Linked DNA regions of Triticum aestivum: region 2 is linked to region 1. The links are chromatin contacts, called in public Hi-C maps. All regions are on one chromosome and are shown on one strand. The core of a region is the stretch at or near the end of the contact, and the rest is flanking DNA. Distances in the headings are between cores, read along the strand shown.

Region 1 (4,819 bases), core at 672-3,171:
GTAGATTTTGGCCGTTCGTTCGATTAACAAATTTAGCGTTATTTACGAAGTTCTTGAGAAATTATACCACAATTCAGCGTTGGATTGGCCACGATGGCAATTGTACCAACAGAACTTGATATTCATCACTCGTAGTAGAACTTGGAAGGGAGGTAGGTACCAACAAATTAATTAACAAAAAGATGCAAAATATATGAAGAGAAAAAAAGGCGAAAAGTGAAGAAAAGGAGGCCTGAGAATTTTGCAAAGGGATCTAGCTAGCTAGCTAGGCTGCGCGGGCGCGCGATGATGCACGGCTAACTAGCTAGGAGTACATCCGTACGGCCGGCTCAAGCGATCAACATATGCCGTAGTCATGGAACATGAGCTCCGGCTTCACGGTCACCCCGGGGCCGGGGCCGGCCGCCGCCGCTGCCGCGTCCAGACGGTGGCTGCCGCGGATGAGAACGAGCTCCTTCTGGCGGCGCAGCTCCATCACCTTGCGGTGAGAGTTGGAGTGCTGCGTCAGCAGGAACGTGGGGCTTGCCGCCGGCCGGTACTCCGGCACCAGCCGTCCTGACTTGAACCGCACGCCGCACGCGTTGCACAGCGTCTTGGGCCCCAGCGGCCCCGTTCGCCACTGCGGCGTCTTCTCCGAGGCGCAGTGCGTGCAGCGCCGCACGCCGCCCTCCACCAGGCCCACCTCGCCGCCGGCGACGGGTCCCTGCTTCTTGCCGCGACTGCCGCAGTTGGAGCCGCTAGGTCGTGCCGTCGTCGAGGACGGGAAGTCGGACGAGGAACACGAGGACGAGGGCGATGGCTGCGAAGGCGGGTGCGGCATGAGGGAGTGCCATGCGGCGGCGGCCGCGGCGCTCGCGCGCGACCGCTTGCTTCGCGCTCCGCGGCCTGGCTCCGCTGTGACGCAGCTGTTGTTCGCCGCGTTAGCCGCCGCCATTGCCGCATGCGCGGTCGATGAGTAATTCGGCATGTCCGAGTAGGAGTCGTCCACGAACTTGGATAGCCATTCGAGCTCCGCGGCTTCCTCGCTCTGAAACGCACACGTACATACACATTCAGGTAAGGTCAGCAGTTCGATGATCACGAGTACGTGTCAGAATGCACACGATTTAACGATCATGCACAATTTCATCTGCAAGGGCTACGCGTTCGTCAATTATGCGGTGCTTACGGGTATGTAGAACTCGTCGGCGAAGGAGAGCATGGACGTCTGGTGATCCGACGACGTGGCGGAAGGGGTGGTGGCCGACAGCTCGCCCACGCCGGCGCCGAGGTGGTGATGGTGGTGGAGTCCGTTGTCCGGCGCGGCGGGGAAGAAGTCGTGGGCGCCCGCGGTGGGGAAGTCGAGAAGCTCATCCACGCGCATGCTGGCGTCGCGCATGGGCTGCATCCCGTAGAAATGGTGAGCGGCCGCGGAGTAGCCGCCGGCCTGGTGGCCCATGGGCACGGCGTGGACGTTGGAGGCGTTGTGGTAGGAGCCCATTCCCATGCCGAGCTCCACGCCCATGGCCATTTCCCACTCGGACGCCATTCCAGCCCCCGGGAGAGCAGCAAGCTTGTGTGCCGCGTACTTAAAGAGCACTGGCACTGGCCGTTCCAGTACGAGCTAAGCTAGCAGTGAGGAGTGTGAGTGTGCGAGAAGGTTTATAAAGTGGTGCGAACGAGGGAGGAGGCGAGCTGGGCGGAGAAGAAATAGTGCGCGCTGGGCTTTGAAGGGCGAGCTCCAATCAGTCGCTAGTAGCAGGAAGGGCAGTTGCGAGATAATTTAATGGAGAGAAGGACGGAGGGGAGAGAGAGAGAGAGAGTTGAAGGTGGTGCGATTAGGGGGGGTAGAGGATTAGCGTGCGGAGGGGAACGGAAGCTGGCCTGCTACAGGGTACCCCAGCACAGGGGCAGGCCTCCAACGTGCCCACCCATCTTCTCTCTCTGTGCACGCTCATGTGCGCGCCAGACCACATGCGTCTCTCTCTCTTTTATCACAGCTCCATTCTCGGCCTAGCAACGCTTTAAGAGCATCTACAAAAACCAGCGGGGGCGAAACGTAAATGACAAAGATCTGAGGGTGCAAAAGGCTAATTATTCCCTCATATAGGCACTTCAAATGAAATTTTCTAGCCCCCCCTCGCCTCAACATAGCTCCGTTGTTGAGAAAGTGCTCTTCTACCTCGGAGCTTAAATGAGCTCGAGATGAACATTAAATTCCAAAAAAAAACAAATTCTGAAGGATTTGAATTTTGTGTGTATCAAACTTTAGCGAATGGTTTGAGTGCTTGTAGATTTCACCATGGAATGACATCCGTTGAAGCCGTGGAAAAACAACAAAATCAACACTCTGAAATATTTTTGAAATTAGCACTTTAGGAGCATTTATTATTTTGTTTTTTTCTATTACTTTCACAAATGTCTTCTCATGATAAAAATTTACGAACACCCAGAATATTTGTCAGTGTTTGCCACGAAAATAAAATAGTTTCCTTATGTATATATTTTTAGAATTTACTGTTCACTCAAGCTCATTTGAGCTCGAGCTGAGAAACATCACGTCCCCACCGCTGTGCTTTTCATTTTGGTAAGGAAAGGAGGGGAATCAGCCGTGCATGGGATGTGAGTTTCTGAGCCGGAGCTTAATTGAACTTGGATGAACAGTAAAATTCAAAAAAAATTGAACTTTTTTTGGGTACAAACATTGAGAAAATTTGTGCGTGCTCACAAAATTTCATCTTGAAATAACATTTTTGAAAGTCGTGGAAAAAAGCAAAATTGATGCTCCAAAAATTTTATTTTTCAAAAGCATTTTGGATTGCTGATTTCTTTTTTGCCACAACTTCAAAGATATCTTTTCAACATGAAATATTGTGAGCGTGTAAAACTTTTGTCAATGTTTGCACAAAAGAAACCAAATATTTTTTGAATTTTTTCTTTCTCTGAGTTTTACTGTTCATCCCGTTGAGCTCGGGAGCTTTGCCGTGCATGTTACTACTACTACTTTAACCCTAACGCATTGAGAGCGAGTGCATGAGCACACGACGCGCCACGTGACCCCGTGAGCTGTAGCCTGCGGCGAGTGTCGCCCCAGCCCCACTCGCCATAGACGGACGGGCGAAGTGGACGACGCGCAAGGGAATGGAAGGGAAGCATCATGCAACGCATCATCTCTCCTGCCTGACGCGAAATGAATGCTGCCTCGCGCGGGGCATTTCGTACCGCTAGCCAGGCGGGAAGGTCTGACACCCAGAATGGCCACCCCGGTCAAAAATAATTCCATTCCGGGGAGGTCTCCAAGCGTTTCCTTCTTTGATCGCCGTCCCGCCCCAGAGCCTTGTCGCTGGTGCTCGTTTCCCTGCCGGTCTCGGCATGCAATAAAAGCCCCTGTGGCACGCAGCAACGCTTGCCCGCTTCACGCATTTGCTCTTCGCTGCTGCTGCTAACCAAACTACCCAGTCTGTAAAGTTCCGGTTCATCGGGGAGGCCGACTCCGGCGAGGACGTGCGGGCTCAGACGGCCAGCCGGGCCCGAGGAATCTTTCTTTATATAGGCCGGAGGCCAATTACTCTTCCTTGCCCGGCCCGGGTGGCAAGCAAGCGGCTAGCTGCTGGACGCCGGCCGGCGGGCGTGGTGCGTGTTCGGTTATGTGCGAGTGACTGCGCGGCATGCATGATTTTTTTTTTTGAGACAAACGCGGCATGCATGAAATGATGCATGTGCCATGATGCATGCCGGAGTAGCAACGTAAAGGGGCTTCCCCGACCCATCACGCCTTTGCTTGGGTTCCATAAGTGCGTGCATGTACTCTACTGGGAGCCCATAATTTCGCCATCCTAGTTAGTAATAGCATGCACTGCCTCCATCTACGCACCCAATCCTCGTAGTAACGTTGTACCGGTACGTACGTATCGCATCGTATCGTCCACAGTAAGCTAGCAAAGTTCTTTCCTGCTACGGAGAGTATGAGTTGGACAAAAATGTTGGCTTAATTCCAGTCAAGTATCGGTGTTTCTCTGGCCTTGCAACGCACGTACGTACGTATCACATGTATGTAGTGCTTAACTTAAGCGCGCCAAGACAGAGATCAGGAGCACGTACGTACGCATGTATATATATATACGCGGGTACGGTGAAGTTTGTGGAACAAGCTGTGTTTACTTGCGAGTAAATTGGAAGGAGGAAGAGAAAGGGAAAAGGCCCATTTGGAAGTAGGGCATGCTAGGCCCGACAGCGGACATGTTACACATGGTGCGCCTGACACACGGAATATTGATACGTGAACTAATCATGCCAAGCTGTCGTTTTACGCGTCCTCCCTCACGTAAACCTTTAGGTCACAGCAGTAACTGGTCGGCTTTAATCAGGAGAGCTGCAGTAATGGGACTAGTAGCACTACCACGCAGCTAGCTCTAGAACTCGCTTTACTCAGCTAGTCTTTCTTGTAAGTATACAGAGTAACTTGGTTTCAGTTCAGAACTACTCCCTCCGTTTCTAAATACTTGTCTTTCTAGGCATTTCAACAAGTGACTACATACGAAGCAAAATAGGTGAATCTACACTCTAAAATATGTCTACATACATCCGTATGTAGTAGTCATTTGAAATGTCTAGAAAGACAAATATTTAGGAACGGAGGGAGTACGTGCCATGGGAGAATTGAACTTTGGTTTTCTCTAAGATCGAGGTGATCGATGCAAGATAGTACTCCTGCCCACATGTGTGCCTGCTAATAACGTAACATTCGATTCTTGGGGGCCGGACGGTTAATATTTAGAAGTGATTTAGATAGATATTTATGCAAGTCAAACTTGCATTAGCTGTACTGTGCACTTGTGCG
Region 2 (5,009 bases), core at 2,445-4,944, 530 kb before region 1:
ACGTAGGACCATTCCAGCGCCAGCTGTTCCGTCGTCCGCAAAAGACCCATCAGCATTAAGCTTCACCCATCCGGACTTTGGCGCTGACCACTTAGTAACCTTTTTTTCCATTATCATATGTGGACTCCGTCTTTCATATGTGATGGTAGACTTGCCTTTGCGTGGATCAGTAGAGAGATCAATTTTAATACCAATCAGAGAGTCCAAATAGCTTACCAAGAATCTTTTCGACGCTTCCATAGGCGGGGCTGGTTTATGGTGTACGACCTCATTGCGTATATGCCATACCCTCCACATGGATAGCAATAACATAGATCTCTCAATCTCCTGTAGCGGTTCAAGCGCATGCAACAGCCACTCATCCCTGTTATTTTGCAGGGTAGATAAACATGGGAGAGGCCAAACTTCAGACATTGCATCTCATAAGATCCTCGTAAAGGAGCAGCGACAGAGAGCATGGTAGCAGTCCTCTGGTTCACTAGCACATACCGGACAAAGGTTACTTGTTTCAAGTCCACGCCTGTACTTGTTGCACCATGTCGGCAGTGAGTTTGTAGCAACCCGCCACGCAAAATTCTGGACCGTAGGAGGAACATCCGAAGACCATATGAGCTTCCAACAAGAGCGCCGGCCATTAGGTCGCGAACTAGAGCCCGTTGCCGAACTCCTGTGAGCCTCTTCAAAACCCAATTGGTATGCACTCTTGACCGAAAAAACGCCAAACTTGCCCGGCCCCCAAGCCAAGGTGTCGTCCTCATGTCTAGGAGACGCCCTTATTTTCAGTATCTCATTTACATCAACCGGGAGGAAATACTCCTGCAACAGCCTAACATTCCATGAGCCATTATCATTAAGTAGATCAGACACGAAGCGGATTCTGCATCTTCCTTGTAAGGTGATGGGTTTATAGGAGAAGGGTCTTGGGATCCAATTATCGTGCCACACACGAATACTTCTGCCGTTCCCCACTCTCCAGATTAAGCCCTTTTTTAACAGATCAAGGCCATGGCTGATTGCTTGCCACGAAGAAGATGCATTGCCGGAGAAGACAGTATCCTCTATGTTTCCATCAGGATAGTACCTGGCTTTGAGCATTTGTGCACACAGGCTATCAGGTTTTGAAATCAATCTCCAAGCTTGTCATGCTAATAAGGCTTGATTAAATATTCTGTAATCTCTAAACCCGGCACCTCCTTTACTCTTTGGTTGTTGTAAATCCTCCCATGCACGCCAGTGTACTTTTCTCTTACCTTTTTCAGCACCCCAATAAAAGGCACGTACCATCCGTGTTAATTCATCATACACTGAGAATGGAATCTTGAAAACACCCATCATATATGTAGGAAGAGCAAGCGCAACAGATTTAATAAGAGTCTCCCTCCCCGGTTGGGCAAGGTGACCGTCTCCCCATTGGACCAAACGCTTGGTTAAACTCATATGAAGGTTTTGGAATCTCCCTTTCGACATGCGACCCTCTGGAGTTGGAAGGCCAAGGTACTTCTCCTCAAACACTAAGCTAGTAACATGCAACACCCCCCTAACTTCCTCCTGAATATCTTCGGGGCATGCAATACCAAAGAGGATGAAACACTTATCAAAATTAAGAGATTGTCCCGTTGCTACCCCGTATTGATCCAAAGCCAATTTAACTTTCTCAGCCTGGGCTCTCCTTGCCTCAAAGAAAAGCATGGTGTCATCAGCAAATAAAAGATGTGAGATACCCGGTGCTCTTCTACACACCTTGATTGGAGATATATCACCAGAAGACACATAATGCTTCAGAATAGCGGACAGACCATCTGCCACGAAAAGGAACAAGAAGGGGGATAGAGGATTGCCTTGCCGAAGACCACGCGACGGTGCAAATGAATCTAAGAGGGTCCCATTAAATTTGACAGAATATCTCACCGATGTGACACAAGACATTATCCAGTCTACCCATCGTTGAGAGAAACCCAACTTTTGGATCACTTGCTTCAAGAACTTCCAATCCACCCTATCGTAAGCCTTTGAGAGGTCCAACTTGTAGGCACAGAAACTTTTTGTTGGATCCTTCTTTTGCTTAATATGGTGAATACACTAGATAGGCACAGAAACTATCTAAGAAAGTCTTGAACTGCAGGAAAGCATGAGAATGAGCACACAAAACAACGGGTGGTCGGCCACACGGCTCGTCCTGCATTTCGTTGCAATTGCATCGCAGGAGGCCGAACTGAGCTAAGCACGACTGTTTGTTCCGTATTTACAGTATCTCCTTCACTTACATGTAAGCACCGTTCCCAATCCCAAATGGACCTCACAATTTTTGCATAATAACTTGACAAAATTTTGGCTAGCAAGAAAAACTATCTCCACCTACTACTACTGTACTACAAGTACGGATCAGAAGTTGAGAACACCATGTCAGACGCTGCACTGCTTCAGCCCCTTGGGTGTCTGGTGGCCCCCTTTCAGCCGTACCTGCATTCACAAATGAAAATGGCTCTTTTTTCAGATGCTGGTTGAGTATAAGAAAGTAAAAGCTCACTGCTTTTCTCGTCCGGTGCAGAGTGCCAGAAGCGTCCGATCCATTTGTTTAGATGACTTCATTGTTAGTAAGTAGAAAAGCACTGCTTTTGGCTTAAACATATCGGCAGCTACGCGCTAATGACTTGGCGAGCGAATCGTATTTGGTTCCTCGACCCTCTTTCTCACCGAAAGCACGGACGACAGCCCAGCCTAATAATGCCTGGTTTGTTCTCAGGAATCACGCCGTCGGCTCGGCGCCGGCGGGATAGTATTGTTTTTCGTCACGCAAACGTGGATTTTTCAGAGAAGCAAAGGCGAGGGGGCGAGGGTACTCACGGCCTCCACGTCGATCCGGTAGACGAGCAGGCGGCGGCGCTCGCGGCAGCTGGCCCGGTACGCGACGGCGAGGTGCGCGGCCGCGAGCGACAGGGAGAGCAGGAGCATCGGCTCCGGCCCGCCGGCGCCCTTCCCCTGCGGCGCGGCGCCGCGCGGCAGCACGGCGGCCGCCTTGGCCAGCACGTACGACGCGGACGCCGCGGCGCTCGCCGCCACCACCCACAGGTACGCGCCGCCTCCTCCCCCGCACACCGTGTACGCGCCTGTCGCCGCCGGCACAAGAAAAAACTCAACCGGTCAGCTCGGCCGTGACCGAGAAGGAAGGAAACCGAGGTTGCAATGCCAAGAAGTACTCACAGAGGATGAGCAGGGCGCGCGCGGCGGAGACGGCGGGCAGGTCGACGAGGGAGGACCGGAACTCGAACGCGCGCGCTTGGTCGAGCATGGCCGGCACGAAGGACCGGTGCGGGGGCTCGGCGCCGGCGTCGGCGCGGAGGTGCGCGGAGAGGAGCATGGGCGGGAGGGCGAGGTCGAGGAGCACGACGAGCAGGGGCGGCGCGCAGACGAGCAGCAGCGAGGCGAGCATGGCGACGAGGAAGAAGGCCGTCTTGGCCCACCGCCACGGCCGCGCCCACGCGGGCTCCCCGGCGCCGTGCTTCTGCGCCAGCGCCAGCGCCAGCGGCAGCTTCTTCTCCATGCCCCCCGCGCCGTCGGAGCCTGCGCGCGAGGACGGCGGCCCGTCGTGGGCGGTGCGTCGGGTTGCGGTAGACGGAGCTGATCGGGCAGTGGGGTTGGTTGGTTGGCCGGATTGTTTTAAGGTCGGGGCGGGGCGGGGAAGTGGATAGATGGAGGCAGCTGCGGCCTGCGGGCGAGCGTGGAGCCGGCGAGATGGTTTAGTTTGCTTCGCCGCGTGGAGTCCGACGGTTGATGGGGACGTGGCGTGGTGACTTGCGAGTTGAGTTTGACCCACCCTGACGGACTCACGCGGCAGCAACCGCCTTGTTCACGCCGGGTTCCGCGAGGGTGAAACTGCCCGCGAAGGCCACGATTCCCACCGTGTCACGATGGATGCATCGTGTAGGTGAAGACCGAGGTATCTCTACGACCCTTTCTTGTACGTACGTAGTACGTATGTTTCAATGTGGGAATTCACATGTACAGTTTTTCTCTTCTTCGGGCATTATTACTATCACAAAAAAATAGCAAAGTGATTAAAGCAGGCCGGTGCAATGGCGCTGGAACACATGGCGTCCATGCGTCACGCACGTTACGTGCGGCGCCGTGAGAGGCAGAGCCAAGCAACAAGATCCAGAGGCCGGGACAGACACGTCTGTTACCATACGTAGGCGAACAAGATGCCAATCGGCAGTCTCACACGCGCCGCCCAGCCACCGAGCTCAAGCTTAAACTGGCACGGCGGGCGCCGTCCAGGTCCGGTCACGATCCGGCGCCCCCCTGCCCAACTAGCTCTCCGACCTGCCGGTATCTGTCGTATCCGATGATCTGATGCCATCCGTTAGTGGTGAGGTTTCTTAATCCGGCTCTTCTAGTGCGTGACGGCTCGGGTCTTGGAGTTGGAGATGGAGCCGGGGTCGCGTTTGGGATTGCTGCTGAGGATATATATACTATAACAAAAGAAAAACTGATGGAGCTGGCGATGCGTCTTGTGCATTGTGGACGTCCTTTGTGTACTAAATTCCTACTGTGAGTAGGCTTCCGAATGGAGCTCGCTAGGTGGATAGAGCTGGCGCGCGTACGGACGAGAAGACGACGTTTTCCTGGGTTTCTTGTCTCGTTTAGCCAAAGAAAAAGGACCAGGTCAGATGAAGCCCCTCGGTATCATAGAGCCAAAACTGTTTCTAGTGGACCAGCTCAAGGTTGGGAGGCACAGCCGGGGATTATACTATGATGATGATTATGATGAAACAAGACTGAATACGTACGGAAGCACGATTAGAGCAACTCCTACGGCGGCCGACTCAAACTGATGGCGCATTTGTTCGTTTTTTGTCCGTTCGGGTCGGCCGCCCGCCTGGCGTCCGCCCAATTTTGTATTTGGGTCGGCAGTGCGCCCAACACGCCGACCCATTTCATGCCCGCATTCAACTTTTAAATAAAAATGGCCTGTGGCCGATCATGCCAGCGGCCATGTCTCATGCCGGCAT

The links. Hi-C and Micro-C count contacts between places; a contact is called where the count stands out from the background.
Region 2: a Hi-C map of leaf shows a contact between it and region 1, with 3 times the contacts expected there. The contact joins the promoter of LOC123052600 here to the promoter of LOC123052595 in region 1. A contact is called at or near these places in 2 of 5 Hi-C or Micro-C datasets (both in leaf).

The regions. Positions count from the first base shown.
Region 1 is chr1A:392,309,433-392,314,251 of IWGSC CS RefSeq v2.1, reverse strand. LOC123052595 (GATA transcription factor 2) reads right to left here and starts at 1,921. Exons shown (of 2, transcript XM_044475848.1): 1 at 1,169-1,921; 2 at 101-1,027. The coding sequence starts at 1,528. The coding sequence ends at 338.
Region 2 is chr1A:392,836,278-392,841,286 of IWGSC CS RefSeq v2.1, reverse strand. LOC123052600 reads right to left here and starts at 3,694. Exons shown (of 3, transcript XM_044475853.1): 1 at 3,202-3,694; 2 at 2,845-3,107; 3 at 2,027-2,460. The coding sequence starts at 3,541. The coding sequence ends at 2,404.